Regions from separate parts of the Ovis aries genome. Here region 1 is linked to region 2. Evidence: chromatin contacts called from public Hi-C data. All regions are on one chromosome and are shown on one strand. Each heading gives the region's core, a stretch centred on a gene start, on an enhancer-like site or on the middle of the called end of the contact. The rest is flanking DNA. Distances are from core to core; before and after follow the strand shown. Region 1 overlaps THADA (THADA armadillo repeat containing). Region 2 overlaps THADA (THADA armadillo repeat containing).

Region 1 (3,683 bases), core at 587-3,086, 180 kb before region 2:
AAAACAAACAAACACACAAACACCTCAGGAAAAAGTCTTCAGAATCTAAATAAAATAATCACTTGTATGGATAAAGAAGTCTAGCTTTCAGAAAACTCCCACTGTCTTCTTTTTTCCCGTTAACAGCTTTGAGAGAACAAGACAGTTGGGAGCTGCGGCATACTGAGATCAGAGGCTAGATGCCATATTCCTAGGTCAGTGTCCTTTCCTTAAAAAAAATTTTTTTTTAAAATTTCTGACCACACCACTAGGCATATGCAATCTTAGCTCCCGGCCAGGGATCGAACCCACACCCCCTGCATGGAAGCATGCAGTCTTGACCACTGGACCACCAGGGAACTCCCAGTGCCCTCTCCTTCTGATTGTGCTTTCAGGTCACCATCTGCCCCTAAAGCGCCATGTCAGCAGAGACTCACCCGTTAGCACATTCTACAGCCAACTTTCAACGCTCTGTCTCCTTGGGCACTGAGTGGCTTACTCTCTCAATCTCTGTCTTTGGTTAATCTCTGTTGGCAATACCATTATCATCAAACACTTTTCTTAGTGCCCTTTAAGGCACGAAGCCACGCCAAGCATTGTGCAAAGAGAGTCCTTGCCCTTTGGATGCTGAATCTCCTTCCTATCCTGGAGATGCCACACCCAGTCCCACCTCATGACTTTCCTACTCGAGTGGGGCTCGCCAAAGAGTGTGGGGAGAGGAAAGTGTACCCATCAGTACACAAGACTTTACCTTGCAGAGGCATTCTGGGTGATTTTCCTTCAGCACCAATGTCAAGAATGTCCCTCCCATATTCCACAGTAAGGGCGGCAGTCCCTTCTCCCCCAGAGCAGAGGCTGCTGTTGAGAACCTCTCCAGCAGGGCTTCCAGCGTGAGCAGGCGCACTTCAGGGAAGGAAGACTCCAACAGCTGAGAGAAGGAGATGGGAACATCCCTGTTCTGCTCTCCAGCCTGGGCTGCTACTGCCCACACTGCAGCAATGGCCAGTTTGGTGAGGCTCTGGAGATACTGGGGCAGGCCTGGCACTGTGTAGGTATAGGGGAACCCTGTTATCAGCTCTGATCCTGAGATGATCCTTCCGATTTCCTCCCAGAAGCCAAGATGCTCCAGAACTAAAAAAACAGAAAGGCAAATTAAAAGAGATGATCACTTTATTCAGGGGTCCACAAAGGACAAGGGAGAATATGCAAGGCTCTGGATACCCTGGGCAGAACTACCAGACCTCCTTCCTGAGTAGATTTCATATAAACCATGTATGAAGTGACGAGGCCACTACGATTCAGAATTCTGGCCCTGAAGTACTTTCTATTCAGGTAAAATAATTCCTTCCGCGCCACCCCAGGGTCACAGAAGGCATTTGTATCAGAAAATGCATTCCTGGTACCTTTCCCTAACATCCAATACATACAAACTCCGTGACCTCTTGTATCACCAAGTCTCAAAGCTGAGCAGGATAAAAGGACGTCTAGTCCAAGCTCCCTGCAGGGGCTAGATCCCCTCAACAGCACCTTTTCTCAGAGGCTCTTGGTGGAACCCAACAGGGACTTGGAGCTCACGAGACAGACTGTTTCACTGTTTAGTAGATCTAACTGTCACAAAGTTCTTTTTGGAGTTTCCACTGAGTGGCCTAATTCTGCATTATCAGGCCCCCAGAGAGCCCTTTAGGCATCTGACTAGTTCTTGTATCCCGTCTGTGTTCTCCACATGAAACAGTCCTTCTGCCTTCAACTAGTTTCCAGATGACGGGGTCCACCCTCGCTCACTATTCTGAGCCCCCTTCCTTTGGACATGCCTCACCCCCTCTTCAGGCAGGGCCCCAGAGAAGGGAACGCGGCTCCCTCGTGGTCTGAGCAGTGGGACTGCTACTTTCCCTGTTCTGACATGAGGTTGCTGCAGTTGTATGACACCGGTGACTCATGTGGAGCATGAAGTCAACTGAAACTGCAGGCTTTTCTTTTTCACATGGTCTGCTGACGGTGATGAGTCACTCAGATCAAGACTTCTTTTCTTTGTTTGTTTGCTTTAAACCCAAATAGATACCTGTTAAATTTTATCTCCCTGTTAAATTTTGTAACTTGCCTTTTAGATCACCGAAATCTTTTTGTAGCCTCAGTTCTGATCGCAAATACTTATTATCTGCTTGCTGTGTGCTGGGTGCTAAGTGAAATAAGAACACTGCCTTTATAGAGTTTAGTTTAGTATTTAGTTGGAGAAAGAGAAATGAATGACTAGGTGATTCCAATCTAGTAGTGGAAGTCTTAAAGAGGAAGAAAGAGGAAAATGCATTGGAACCACCAAAGGTTCAAAGGCATAACATGGAATGGACCATGTGGGGAATGATAGGCAATTTGATCTCAGCACAGAATTCAAGGTGGGGAACACAGTGACTAGAGAAGCAATGCGGTCAGGATGCAGAGAACCTCCTAGGCCACGTGAAGGAACCTACACACTCTTCTGCAGCCAAGGGGATGCCACTGAGGGGTTATTTTAAGCAACAAGATCAAGTGAGCATGTTCACTGAACTGTTTTTATTGCTGAGAGGGCAATATTAGAAGCAAAGAGACAAGCCGAACAACTGCTGCAGTCATGGAGGAGAGAAAGGATGAAGTAAGGAAGAGAAAGGGAGAAGATGTATTTTACCTGCTGCCAAAAAGCTTCAAAACTGATGGGAAGATAAAACAACTACTAAAATGGCAAAATGCTTGGTGCCCTAAAATCACTAGGGAAGGGCTGGTAACTGTTGAGTATTAATGTGCCAGGCACTATAAAATATCACATACCCATCTTTTAATGAGTGAACAATAATTACATTTAGAATTGGTGGCTCAGATGGTCAAGAATCTGCCTGGAATGTGGGAGACCCAGGTTCAACTGTGGGTCGGGAAGATCCCCTGGAGAAGGAAATGGCAGAGGAGCCTGATGGGCTATAGTCTGTGGGGTCACAAAGAGCTGGACACAACTGAATCTTTGTCTTCTTAGAGTTGACACTCGTTGAGTATTAGTCTAAGCACTTTAATAAGTACTAACTCATTTAATGAAATAGGCACTATTATGATTCCTCGGTATTTTACAGGAAACAGAGGTCAAGTTACTTGCCTACGGTCACACAGGAAATAGTAGGTAAAGGAAATACAAAAGCCATAAGAATGACCAAAAGGAACGCAATGTACACTTACTTTCTATTAGAAGAAGTAAAAAAAAAAAAAAAGGCGATGGGGAGCTTTCAGGAGGGAACACAATTTAAGATGGGCACTGAGGCTGCCCAGAGGTGCCTGCCTGGAAGAGGAAAGGGCAGTTGCTGTGGGGGGAGAGCTGGGAGAGAATAGATAAAGAGAGGCAGGCAGATGCTTCACTGAATTAACCTGTCAACAGAGGAGCAGCGGGGGGAGGTTCCGTCAGAGTGACAAGCTAGGATACTATCAGATGACATTCATGTAGGTGTTTTCTCCAAACCGCTGGTTAGAAATACTCTTGTTCTGCAGAAAGACCCAAAGAAGGGTCCTAAAGCAGAGTTTCTCAAACTTGAGTGAACATCAGAACCACCTGGAGGGCTTGTTAAACCACAAAGCACTGCTTGGGCCTCACCCCCAAAGTTTCTGATCCAGGATGGTTGGGGCGGGTACCAGGAATCTGCATTTCCAACGAGTTCCCAGGTGATGCTGCTGCTGATGCCAGGTACTTCGAA
Region 2 (4,032 bases), core at 1,414-3,913:
ATAACCAACTGCTTTCCATTTAAATATTTACTGAATTTTATGGAATGATAAATAGGCCTTCCCAGTTGGCGCTAGTGGTAAAGAACCCATCTGGCAAGGCAGGAAATGCAAAAGATGTGGGTTCAATACCTGGGTCAGGAAGATCCCTTGGAAGAGGGTGGGGCAACCCACTCCAGTATTCTTGCCTAGAGAATCCCATGGACAGAGGATACAGTCCATAGGGGCTGCAGAGTCGGACACAACTAAAGCAACTTAGCAGGCATGGGGTGATAAACAGCAATTTAAATGACAATTCAGAACTACCAATAGGTTTCATTAGAATTACTAACAGTACATCAAATAATTATTTCATGATATTTTCTAATCCTTAAGGCTTAGTTCCACCACAAGAAAATATATTTTAATAAACGAGCTTAAAATCTGAATTAAAAGTTTGATCATCAACTTTTTTTGGCAGGAGAGGAATAGGGCTTGATTCATCTCTAGAGCATCAAGAGAAAGACCACTGGGCCAAATCAGACCCTAAATAGTTACAGGAGGTGATTAAACACGCAGCGACAGTGACATCTAGTGTTAACAACTGCAAGCCAGCAGACTGCCATTAAACCCTCCCAACTGCTAATAAACAACTATTCAAAGCTTCTCTTCTTTAAAAACCAACAAACAGAACTTTTGCCTTGTATCCAAAGATTACTCATAATCAAAGTGTTTCAATAAGTTTTCCTCCAGACATTAAAAAAAAAATCCTAAGAGAAAAACATCTTAGAGAGTAAACACAACACAGAAGACCTAAAAGTTGAAAGCACTGTTTATTCTGTGTGTCCAGCACCTTTAACTACTCCCCCTGGCTACAGGTTAATGCAGAAGTAACCTGGGACATGGCCTGATGAGTATACCATAGACATTTAAACTTCCAGTTACTATAAAAGCAAAGATATTGCACAAGCTAGTACTTGATGACACATTAAGAAAAAGCAATTTAGGACATTTCAGGAATACCTGAAGAAGATTAAATCAGAAGCAAAACAAAACAAAAACAACTTTAGCTGCTGCACTGAAAAACAAGCTCTACATTTCAGCCCTTGCTACCTCCAATATTTTTGTTGCTTTGAAAGGTCCACTTATTAAACAGTAGATATTTTTGCCTAGGGGCTTAACATTTGGCAGCATAGGTTCATTTACTATAGTATTTTTATAGTTTTATGCTCTAGATCAATCTATAAAAGTAAGCAAAATTCTAAAAATTATTTTTGGCCAGAATGATATTTTGTAAAAAATAAAGTTAGCATTAGATGAAGCTTACCTATTTTTTTTGGAAAGTTCATCCTTTCCCCTTTTAACTCCAAATATTCTTGTGATCAAGGTACTGAAGAGAAGCGTGGATGAATTTCTCACCTGTGTAAAAATACACAGTACAAGTTAAGAAATATTCATGGCATGAAACCAACATTTACAATGTTCAGACATTTACAATGTTCAAAACCATTACCCGATTGCCTAGTGTGTGGCTAAAGAAGATAGAGTTGTGTTCATAAAATAAGACAATTTTCAATAACTTTATAGCAATTACTTCATTACTATGAAGGACTTCCTCTTAAACTGAGCTCAACAATCCAACCACATGTACATAACACAGCTTTTTCCTGTACTTCTTTACAACCACCAACTGTTGCATTATCTCTTTGTACCTGTATCATCAAGTAACCATTTTTAAAAAAACAAAACCAATAAATTCATTTTTCTACATCATTTCTGATGAATATCCCAAGAAAGAGCTTAGCTCTTTCCTTTTATTTTCTACAATCATTTACCTATGAGAAAATACTTATCAGATCTAACTCAATGGATCCACATTATTAATATGGCCAATAAAATACTAATCTGCTTCCCAACCAATGTATCAAGACAGTTTCCTATGTCATAAAAATGTCTTGAGTATCAAGGCATATTGTGCTGTGCTTAGTTGCTCAGTAGTGTCTGACTCTTTGGGACTCCATGGACTGTAGCCCACCAGGCTTTCCTAACCATGGGGATTCTCCAGACAAGAATACTGGAGTGGGTTGCCATGCCCTCTTCCAAGGGACTTCCCAACCCAGGGATCAACCCAGGTCTCCTGCACTGCAGGCGGACTCCTTACCATCTGAGCCACCAGGGACATTGAAGGTGAAAGTCGGTCAGTCATGTCTGACTCAGACGTGTCTGACTCTTTATAGCAACCCCATCAACTATATAGTCCATGAAATTCTCCAGGCCAGAATACTGCAGTGGGTAGCCTTTTCCTTCTCCAGGGGATCTTCCCAGCCCAGGGATCGAATCCAGGCCTCCTGCATTGCAGGCAGATTCTTTACCAGCTGAGCCACAAGGGAAGCCCTATACCAGGGATATTGGGCTTCCTCAATTACCTTGCCAAATCTGAGTAGAGATGTATAAATATGTACTGACTTTCCTAAGTATGTAAGGCCGTATACTAGCACCATGGAGAATATCCAGAAATAGAAGACACACACTTACTGCTAACACAGAGCTCATATTCTAATTAGACAGGAGTTATACAGTGTGTTAAAATAGCAATGTAAGAAGAAAGGTAGCTGACAGTAACAATGTAGGATTTAGAAAACAGCTTCCCGAAACTACTGCAGTAAGGATCACACACTCAAACGCCCACAAAGGCAGTGAGTTACACAGGCGGCAGAGGACTGGGTCTAAGGCAGGCACTATTAAGCTGAAGCTGAAGCTAATGCCCTGAGGAAAATGTAAGCCCGGTGTTGCCAGATCTTCTGCTTTTTCAACAGAAGCCAGAAACCCTAAGTTTTATGTGAATTCTATTTTGAAATGTTGGCAATAAATTAAAGAAAAAAAAAAAAACCGTATTGCGGGAGCCAAATAAAACACAGTTGTGGGCCAGATTTGACATATCAGCCACCAGTGTGTAACCTCTCCTCCAGAAGCACATGACTGACTCAATTTATGTGCGGTAACTCTTGAAATGGACCACAGATACACCGGCACAATTCATACCTTAATTGCAATGAAACTCTAAAATTGGACAAGCTCACTTACATCCATTCCACAGTTAACAAACATTAATGAAATCCCTGATATCTCCAAACAAGTCACTCTGTCCTGGTACTCTACTGACATCCCCTCTGACCTAGCTCAGGTCTTACCTCTCACCTAGTCTATGGACTTGGTTCCCAAAGACTCCTTAGGTTGAAGATGACTTAGTAAAGTCATCCATGACCCTATCACCTTGAGATGGACAGGTACACACTGCTATATTTAAAAGTAACAACCAAAAAGGACCTACTGTGTAGCACAGGGGACTCTGCTCAATGTTATGCTGCAGCCTCGATGGGAAGGGAGTTTGGGGGAGAATAGATACATGTATATGCATGGCTGAGTCGCTCTGTTGTGCTCCTGAAACTACCACAAAATTGTTAGCAGGTTACACACCAATATAAAATTAAAAGTTGGTGGTTGTTTTTTTTAAAGAATCACACAAAAGCATAAAACGAAAAGAAAAATCAATACACAAACTTCATCTTGCCCTAAACCAAACTTTCTGACAAAGACTGCCAGAGGCAGTAAAGTTAAAACAGGACTGCCTGGAGAGGAAAGGGGAAGCCTGAGGAGGCACACTTTATCAAAACCATAGAGGACTGTTTTACAGACTGAATGAGGGCCTGCAGAAGGAAAACTCCCTTGTTTGATTCAACAGGCTGAAGGCAGGAGACACATAATGTCTTTGAGTAATGTTAAGATGGATCAGAAGGATTACCATCCTGATCCATTCACCATCAAGTTCCCTCATTAGTGGCCAATGACTATCATTAATTTTTCCAGTAGATACAGCAAATTAGTGGTGTTCTACCATTAATTAGTTACAGTTTTTAGAAAAACTACCATTAAAAAAAAAAAAAAAAGCTTTCCCTAGTGAGCTATTTGGTCATTCTGTTATCAGTTAATACAGAATTATTTCCATAAATTTACCAGTTTGCAGAATAATGAGTTCATGCCACAGTAATCTCCAAA

The links. A called contact is a pair of places that touch in the nucleus more often than the background predicts.
Region 1: a Hi-C map of tail adipose tissue shows a contact between it and region 2, with 4 times the contacts expected there. The contact joins two enhancer-like sites. A contact is called at or near these places in 2 of 16 Hi-C or Micro-C datasets (mixed tissues and tail adipose tissue).

Annotation. Positions count from the first base shown.
Region 1 is chr3:80,923,019-80,926,701 of ARS-UI_Ramb_v3.0, reverse strand. It overlaps THADA (THADA armadillo repeat containing), which reads right to left. Exons shown (of 38, transcript XM_060412225.1): 32 at 731-1,110. Among named protein-coding and RNA genes, the nearest start is that of ZFP36L2, 60 kb to the left of the region's middle. Within about 2 kb of position 1,836, at least 16 of the 54 cell types and tissues checked have an H3K27ac peak or open chromatin away from gene starts, as enhancers often do. A contact at or near this core is called in tail adipose tissue, where this site is marked.
Region 2 is chr3:80,744,437-80,748,468 of ARS-UI_Ramb_v3.0, reverse strand. It overlaps THADA (THADA armadillo repeat containing), which reads right to left. Exons shown (of 38, transcript XM_060412225.1): 26 at 1,304-1,395. Among named protein-coding and RNA genes, the nearest start is that of THADA, 93 kb to the right of the region's middle. Within about 2 kb of position 2,663, at least 12 of the 54 cell types and tissues checked have an H3K27ac peak or open chromatin away from gene starts, as enhancers often do. A contact at or near this core is called in tail adipose tissue, where this site is marked.